Linked DNA regions of Gossypium hirsutum: region 1 is linked to region 2. The links are chromatin contacts, called in public Hi-C maps. All regions are on one chromosome and are shown on one strand. Each heading gives the region's core, a stretch centred on a gene start, on an enhancer-like site or on the middle of the called end of the contact. The rest is flanking DNA. Distances are from core to core; before and after follow the strand shown. Region 1 has its middle 8.4 kb from the start of LOC107898162. Region 2 has its middle 5.8 kb from the start of LOC107899228.

Evidence for each region. Hi-C and Micro-C count contacts between places; a contact is called where the count stands out from the background.
Region 1: a contact with region 2 is called in a Hi-C map of leaf, with 1.8 times the contacts expected there. The contact joins two enhancer-like sites. A contact is called at or near these places in 3 of 34 Hi-C or Micro-C datasets (leaf and petal).

The regions. Positions count from the first base shown.
Region 1 is chrD04:36,272,049-36,276,844 of Gossypium_hirsutum_v2.1, reverse strand. No RefSeq gene overlaps it. Among protein-coding and RNA genes, the nearest start is that of LOC107898162, 8.4 kb to the right of the region's middle. Within about 2 kb of position 2,669, at least 6 of the 9 cell types and tissues checked have an H3K27ac peak or open chromatin away from gene starts, as enhancers often do. A contact at or near this core is called in leaf, where this site is marked.
Region 2 is chrD04:36,121,124-36,126,007 of Gossypium_hirsutum_v2.1, reverse strand. No RefSeq gene overlaps it. Among protein-coding and RNA genes, the nearest start is that of LOC107899228, 5.8 kb to the left of the region's middle. Within about 2 kb of position 2,182, at least 6 of the 9 cell types and tissues checked have an H3K27ac peak or open chromatin away from gene starts, as enhancers often do. A contact at or near this core is called in leaf, where this site is marked.

The DNA.
Region 1 (4,796 bases), core at 1,420-3,919, 150 kb before region 2:
GAATAACTATAACAAATGGAAAAGGAACCTCATGATTGTCTTGAGTTGTGAGAAACTAAAAACAGACATTGATAATAAATGCTCTCTGGCCACTCAAGTTGAGGCTAGAAAAAACTATTGGAGGAGTCTGATGAGATAGCTCGTTGCTATATGTTGGCAAGTATGACCAATACACTTTATAAGCAACTGAAGAGCTGTAAGATTGCAAAAGCGATTCTAGACAAACTAGAAGACATATTTGGAGGCCAAGTTACCTTGGCTCGACAGTCGACTATTATAACTAGTTTGATGAATGCCCAGCAAAATCCCGACACTCTAGTTAAAGACCATATGATTACTCTTATGGGATACTTCGCCGAGGCTGTGGATAATGAGACCAATTTGGACTAGAACATGCAAATAGAGATGGTGTTCAAAAACTTGTCCAAGTACTTTGCAAGCTTTTGGGCTGCATATAACCTTGGGAACAAGAATCCAATGCTTACACAGCTCATGATGAAATTTTAATTCTATGAGTTGATGTTGAATGACAATCAACCGGTCCAAAAAGTAGAAGTAAACTTAGTTGTTGCTTCTTTCTCTAAAGGGAAGGGAAAGTACACTAAAAGAAATAAGGCTAAGTTCTCTAAGCCACCTTAAGTGGAAAGGAAGAGAACCAAGAAGCCTAAAGACTTATCCAAGTCTAAAAGTTTTATCTGCAATAAAAAAGGGCACTTCAACCTTGTATTTCTAACCTATAATTCTTTGAAATTAAAGTGAGATATCACATCTAATAAACTAACCATAGAGGCTTAAATATGAAGATGGAAGTGAGAGGAAGCTTGGCAGTTATTCCAACTGCTATATTATGTTTATTTGAATGTATAATTTGATGTGAAATTGTAAATATTGTGCGTAATCATTTTCTATGTTCTAAGTGATGAAAGTATTATATTCATGTATGTTGTGAATGGTGAATGATTTTATGAACAATTTGATGGATGATTTTAAGTGATTAATATGTTAAAAATTGAAATAAGGACTAAATTGAAAAATATACAAAATTTAAAAATCAAGGAACAATCAAGAACAAAGTTTTCATTCTATACATGCTAGATCATGAATTTGTAAGTGCATCCAATCTCCAAAAAAAGAATCTCATTTATTTCGAACTTTCTATTTTTGGAATGGGAATAATTTCGAAATCCCCATTAATAAGATCAAACCTTATTCCATGGTATTTACATGAGATTCCTCTTTCTTATTCTTAAGCAAGTCCCCAAAAGGGCTTAGTTGATCCATGATGTATGTTTCAACTTTTGTTTCTTTTTCGTTTGTTTCCATAAATATATCGATCAAATCTGATTCTTGCTTTTATTATTAATTCTTTTCCAATCGAGAAATAGAGAATTTAAAGTTTGGATTTTTTATGATAAGACTATGAGAATATGATATTTAAAGTTTTTGAAAATTGTACTTAAATTAGCATGTTTTAAATTAAAAAGGACTAAATTTTAAAAAAAAATTTAAAAGTTCAAATTTTTAAGTGTTGAAATGTGGAAATCTGAAATTTAATGTTTTAATTATTAAGTATTATTTTTTATTTGAAAGCTTTGAAAGGAGACATTATGTGATCAGATTTGAGTTGATAGAGACCAAATTATAAATATTTTGAAATCTGAAAATTTTGGAAAAAAAGGATTGTTTTGCAAAACTGTGAAAATTGGGATTTAGGACTAAACTATAAAATAAGAAAATTTGCTTTTTAGGGACTGAATTGTAAAATTGTGTAAATTTTAGATTTTAAAGACTAAATTGTAAAAATTGTAAACATGTAAATTTTAGGGACTTTTTTTATAAAAACCGTAACATTTAAAGAATAGGGACTATTTTGTCAATCTTGAAACATTTAATTATAAATTTAGACATAATAATTATATATATGAAATATTTAATAAATAATTATGTATAAAATTAAATAATAGAAAATTGAGATTAGTAAGTTAAATGGTTATAACCTGTATGCGATTTGGATTGTATGTTTAAATTGTTTATATAAATATGTGACGAATTAGTAAAAATAAAAATATAAATATAAGTTGATGAAATAAGTTCGGATTTTAGACATGTATAATTTTTTATTCAAATATGAAATTGAATTTTAAAAGTTGAAATTGAGTACAACAATAATAAATTAAGTATTTAAACGTTATGAAAATTTTTTAAAAAGAAATTATTTGATTCTCTTGCTCAAATTTATTATTGGATCGGATAAAAAGGGTTAACATTTCCAATCTCCTTCAATTTGAAGTCCAGTAACTTCCTAAAGCGTAACTTTCTTCTTGATAGAGAAGCATTAGCAACCAAATACTCACTGCCACTCTTCAGGTTAACACCCACGGCTTCCTTAGTTTTATAACCTTTATGATTCTTCTTGTCTTTCTGCTTCAGTCGAGGCTTCGCTCCATCTAACTCCTTTAATTACTTTACCTTTCTGGTTCTACCACCCCTCTCCCATGTCTACAATCGGTATGACTGTAAGGGATCTGTTGAAGTAGTAATGCTGATACGACAAACTCAGGGTTGTCGTCTTCACTATAATTTTGCAACTGACGATCCTCAGCAGCTTGCCTCTTCCACGAAGGGTCCATGCCTCATAGATTCAAAGCCCACTTCAGTCTTCAAACTCAAGCCCATCACATCTTCCTCTCCCATCCCGGCCTCTTGAGATCTGCCCATAGGGTTTGTAACTGGGGTTCCTCGATGAGCAATCAGCCCACTTTTAGTCAGCTCTATGTTTTCCCTAATACTATATTCTTTATTAAGTTTTTATGCCCACTGTAGACTTACCTCTGAACCCCATCATTAATATTTGCATTCTAGTTTATTTCCTTGGTGGCATTCTCATCTTTTCTCAATGCCACCCATGCCAGATTATTCAATGATCTGCCATCCTCATTAACCTCCTTGTCTGCTATAGAATCGCTCGGCGACTTTTCAAATTCCATTTCATCTTTTTCCATTGCCTTACTATTCTGTTTCGCTATCATCGTCACAGCATTGACTGATAACACTGGGGTCAAATTCATTAACATACACTCTTAATTGTTCATTACCCACTTGAAGAAGGAAATTTTCCTCATGAAATATCCATAACAATTTGTATATTAGCCCTCATGAAGTAACTGGGATATAATGTCCCACTATCAACAGATATAAATTCCCCCCATCTCTCTCCAATATTCTGAAAAGCAACCATGTTCCATGCATGGATAGGAATCCTTCTACAGGCCAACCACGCTCTTTGACTGTTGATTATGATTTTCTCTTACCATCGCTGCAACCGCAAGAACCAATTATCAACCGTCTCTATTTGTTTCGCCATTAAATATTCCATCTTTTTCTCATTCTCAAATACCAACAAAACCATAAAGCCCGAATATCTTATTATCGTCGCACCTCTGATGTCCTTGGACGCAATTTCATTTGCTAACACCTCCATCTTGAAGAAGCTTCTACACTATCCCACTACACTTCTTTGTAGTGTATACAGCTTCTCTTCATCTACCACACCTAGAATAGAGTTGTTAGCCTCGCCTAAAACCTCTTCCTTGGGCTTGTCTTCTAGCTCTCAGATTTCCTCCTGATGAAGTTGGCCTACATGCTGATTAGAAGCAACAGAAGCTGCTCGAGATAAGCAGTTGCAGCTGAAGTTCATGCTGCTCATTTATTTTGGTTACTTCAAGTGTTTGTTTTGTTACTTAGCTTGATTTCAACTAAGTTGTCAATGTACTTGATGTAATTAGGTATGTTTGAGCTGATAAATCAGTTTTGCAAAGTGTACAAGTTAAGTTAAACAAGTTTCAATGTACTTAGTGGTAGTAGGTGGTGTTTAGGTGATGATTTTGTTTCTCTTGACCAGCTTGTGTCTGGTATATGTATTGGCATTATGCCATTGTTTCAATTAATGAAAATTCATCAAAGAATTCTTTATCTATTGCTCTATCAAATCTTAGCTTAATTTGGTTCTTAAAGGCTAGATTCTATTATTGTGTGTACTGCAAGTCTCTAGCCTTAAAGCTCAAAAAACTGTTTTGTTTCTCTCATCTTTGTTCATTGTTCCAATAATTCGTATCAAGAGCTTAATTCTTAGTGGACTTGTTATTCTTCAAGTCTAAAAAACCATGTCTCCATCTGGATTCTCTCTAGCTCCACCACCAGTGTTCAATGGTGAAGGCTACCACATTTGGGTAGTAAAAATGAGGACCTACCTGCAGTCATTTGACCTATGAGAAGTTGTTAACTCTGATGTTGAACCAGCACCTTTAAGAGCTAATCCCAGAATTGCTCAGATCAAGCAGCACACAGATGAAAGAACCAAAAGACATAAGACCATGTCTTGCATCCAAAACAGTGTGTCTGATGTGATTTTCACAAGAATCATGGCTTGTGAGTCACCAAAGCAGGCCTAGGATAGGCTGAAGGAGGAGTTTCAAGAGACCGAAAGAACAAGACAGCAACAACTCTTGAATTCGAGAAGAGACTTTGAAAATTTAAAGATGAAAGAAGAAGAAACAGTGAAGTAGTATTTAGACAGAATCATGGTTGTGGTGAACATCATCAGATTACTTGGGGACTAGTTTAGTGAAGCAAGAATTGTAGAGAAGTTTATCTCAATTTTTCCTGAGAGATATGCAGCCAAGATCTCTTCCTTTGAAGACTCGAGAGATCTAACTAGCATCTCTTTGACTGAGCTAATCAAGGCTATTTATGCACAAGAGCAAAGAAGAGCCAGCAGACAGGAGGAACATCAAGAA
Region 2 (4,884 bases), core at 933-3,432:
AAACCCAAGAGGCTGCTTCATGTAAATATCCTAAGCTAGGTCTCCATTTAAAAATGCATTGTTCATGTCAACCTGTTGAAGCTTCCACTTTCATGATACAACTAAGGTAAGAATCTGGCGCACAATATTGGCTTTAACAACTGGACTGAAAGTTGTATGATAATCCAGTCTAGCTGCTTGAGAGAATCCTTGAGCAACCAAGCGAACCTTATTGCGTGCTACACATCCATCAGAATTCTTCTTGATCTTGAACAACCATTTGCATCCGACTAAAAATCGATTTGTCGGTACTAGAACTAAATCCCACGTATGATTCTGAATTAAGGCTTGAAGTTCATCATTAACAGCTTGCTTCCAAGAAGGAATCATCATTTCCTCATGAATAGTTGAGGGCTCCACATCACTAATCATCACCATATACGTCTTTGGTTTGTAAATCTCCATTTTACTCTTAGTCATCATGGGGTGACAATTCACTAAAGTTGGCCTCTGCTGCTAAACAATTGTTACTAAAGTACCTATTAGACTTACTGAAGTGGAGCCGAGAACACCATTCGAAGAAGAACCTAAGGCACTAGTATCACTAGTTGGACTAGAATCAGCTCTAGATTGTGCTGAAATCTCTGCGGTAGGAACCTTGAACACTGGCAAGGTAGTAATAGCTCTCGTGTACCGAACAGACTCACTGTTAGTGACAGATATTACAGAAGTTGACACTTGAGCAAATGGAAAGACATTTCCATCAAAACGAACATGTCGAGAAATGTAAACATGTCCAGACCGATCAACACATTTATATCCCTTATGATTGGAAGCATAACTAAGAAATGTACAAGGGGTAGACTGTATTGGAGCTTATGTCGATTATATGGTCGGAGAAGTGGATAGCAAAGACAGCCAAAAACACGAAGCTAACGATGATTAGGTTTATGACTAAAGAGCTACTCGCGTGGAGATACACCATTTAATACCTGCATTGGAAGAACATTCATGATGTTCATAGCAGTAGCAAATGCATCAGCCTAGTAAGAAATGGGTAAGGAAGCTTGAGCTAACAACACCAGTCTTGTTTCAACAATTTGTCGATGATGACGTTCAACTAGGCCATTCTGCTCTGAGGTATGTAGACACGACACACGATGAACAATTCCACATTGTTTGAAGTTGTTTGAGTTTAACAGCTAACTGTAGCTCGCCATATTTTTTAAATGGCATAAATGTAGAAAAAAACATCATATTTCTTTTTAAGGAAATAGATCCAACTGTGTCGAGAGAATGAATCAACAAAAAACAAGTATTATTGATAACCAGAGGAGTAACAAGGAGTTGGCCCCCATACATCAGCAACCACAAGTTCTAAGGGAGCAATATACACGGAATCAGAGGAACCAAAGGGCAATTTATCCCCTTCCCAAGTTTACAAGCATTACACAATGAGTAATTCTTACGTCTAGATACTCTAATATTACAAACACTCAAAACACCACCTGTCAAACCTAGCATCTGACCCCTACTGTTGAAGAGACTCTGTACGATATGCATTTACAACATTAAAAGCGAATTTAAATTTAACATTATCAAATCGATACAGCCCATTCAGTTCACTTTCGCAAAGCAACGTCTGACGAGTCTTTAGATCCTTGACATAACAACAGTTAGGATAAAACTTAAAAAATACACCATTGTCCTTTGCAAACTTAGAAACAGACAATAAATTCTTACTAATATCAGGAACATACAATAGGTCCTCAAGCAACAACGGACTAGAATCATTAGCCAAGATAGTTGAACCACCAACATGCGTAACAGGTATAGAGAGACCATTATCCATAATGACCTTGCCTCCTCCATTGTACAAACGAGCATCTAAAAGTTTCACCAAGTCACTCCTCATGTGAGCAGCGACAACACTGTCTGGATACCACACCGGATCTACAGCTGTAGAAGGACTAGCAAACACAGGTGACCCAGTTGATTTCACGGTGTGACTGCCCATCGAAAAAGATGACTGAGATAAAAGACCAGATCAACGATGCACATAGCCAGAATCATAAGCAGAAGAACTACGTGATGTCTGATCAACAATAGAAAGCATGTGAAACTGATGACTTGGGCTACGGTGAATTGAATCCATCTAAGAAATTAAAGGCAGGATCTGACGAAGTGGACCACATGCTGCTGGATTAGAAGCATAGTAAGAAGATTGCAACCCAGCCCAATGTGATTCACTATCCACCCAACACATATATGCAGTAATGGGCTTTCAACCCACATGAGAGGCAGATCTTACCAACTAGAATGCTTACTATCATCCCTCATACTAGGGTTTTCCCCCTCACCGTCAAATGCCAAAATAATACCTGTAGAAACATTTCCGAGCAAGATGTCCAAACTTTCCACAGATCTGACATTGAGGTCTTGCACTACCACTACATCATCCTCGACCTTGACCACGACGAGAAATCTAATATCCTCGTGACAAACGAAACATATCTGGTTGCGGTTGTCCGGTATATGATGGAACATTTTGTGTTGAAACAATCTTATTCACCACCACAACATTTACTGAAAATGACACCTGAGATAAATGCCCTTGTTGTCAAGCCTCAGTATCCAGAAGAGCAGTTGTGACACCTTGTAGATCAAATGGCACTCTGCTCGTAATGATAATCGACACCACATGATCAAACTCTAGTAGTAAACCATTCAAAATAGCTGACTCTTGTTCTTCTATTGTTACTCGTCGACCACACCTTGCCAAGGAATCACAGAGATGCTTGATTTTCACTAAATAGGCAGACATGAACAACTTGTAACACCCATATCCCGTAACCGTCGCCGGAATAGATAAGGAGCACTACAGGACCTTTAATTTAGTTTAGAACAGTAAAACATTGAATATTTACTAAATACCATCTCAAACATACGAAATTCAATGTCAATTTCATGTATCAATTTCATATCCAAACATATGTTCATATCTCATTTCAATACATTATAAAACATATCAAAATGACATTTCATTTGGTCACACATATGTCTCATTTATGCCAAAATACCAATTATCAAATTCACCGCAAAATGAGCATAACACATAATACTTCCATGCCAAACCAAACATTTCCAACTCAAGCCATATCACATAGCTTGATCAAAATCCAAAATTCATACCACATTCCCCAACATAAATGACCATATAATTCAACCAATAAATTAGCTTATACATGCCATATTTACATTATTAACATAATTTCCAAAAGTACCAAATATCGTCTGGATAGTGTGATAGCAAATCTCCGACCTCGTCTAAAATTGAGCTAGCTTCCGAAATCTATAAGGCATAAGAAAATGAATTAAGTAAACATTAAGCTTAGTAAGCCCATATAATGTAGAATTAAACTTACCAATTTCACATAAAGCATTAAAGCAATTAAAACCAACTCATTTGTCCACGAAGCTTATTCACATATATAACATTTATTAATACGTCATTACAACCTATATTACCAATTCAGTACAATCCAACCAAATTTGCCAAATGCATAAGCATATAAAATCATCAATACCATGTAATTCACATAACATTATGCCAATTCATTTCTAATTGTATAACTGTAATTCATTCATATAACCAGTAGTCCATCCGTATAAACAATAATTCATCCATATAAATACATATCTTTTTCATATGATCATTAATAGTAATTAGGCCTGTTGAACTACGTAGAATATGAATAGATACTAGGGTGATACACACTAAGTGTATTTATCGGTAATTCATCAATCTATTATTCTTTTCGCTCTTTCGAGCCATGCTCGATAAACTCCTTCTGAGCTGATAAATAGTAGGCTCTATTAAGCTAAAACAGTAAGCTCTGACGAGCTGAACAGTAAGCTCATACGAGCTAAAACGGTAAGCTTCAACGTGCTGAAAACAGTAAGCTCTTATAAGCTGATATATCGGTAAGCTCATATGAGCTATGGTGAGTTCACAAAATGCAGGAGCTCAACCAAATCGATAACCCTAGCGACATGTCACTCGTATCTAACAAATTCCTACGGTTCTAACGGGGCTTGGTAATATTACTTCATCATTTAAGCATTCAATGATCAATAATTCAATTTCTCAAATCATATATATAATCGATTCAATTAAATGCATACATTTAAATACTCAATTCGCATACCTAATGCATATTTCCATACCAAATCCATGTAACATATATATCAATTGTAGCATTTCACTTTCATTCATGTAAACAGTAATTTAATCATATAATCAGTAGTTCGAAATTCAAGTGATCATTCATTTAACTTATACATATTCATTTTAAACAATTACAAGTATTTAATAGTTCGATTCTAGCTATACAGACTTACCTCGTATTTGCTCGAATACTTTCGTCAACCCGTCTAACTTTTGTTTCCCCCGATCAAGCTTTGATATTTGCTTATCTTGATCTATACAATATCAATTCAATATTTTCAGTAATTATTCAATTTAATTTAGCCCCAATTCACAATTATTTGGCAAATTACACATTTGCCCCTACACTTTTAACTACTATGCAATTTAGTCCTTTTAACACAAAATGGCAAAATTTTACACAATTAAACAAAAACCCATTATAGTCGAATTTCACTTAACCTCATAGCAGCCCATATTTTTATTTTATTCACATTTCTAACTACCATATTTTTATCTTTTACAAATAAATCCCTTTTTTTTACATTTTTGACAAAAATCACTTTATAAAACTTGTATATCTATTAACAACCAACAATATTCTACCATTAAACATCCAAAAAACCAAGCATTAAACAATGGCTTAACTTAAAATCATCAAAATTTTCATAAATTAAAGCATGGGCTAGCTAGATTGA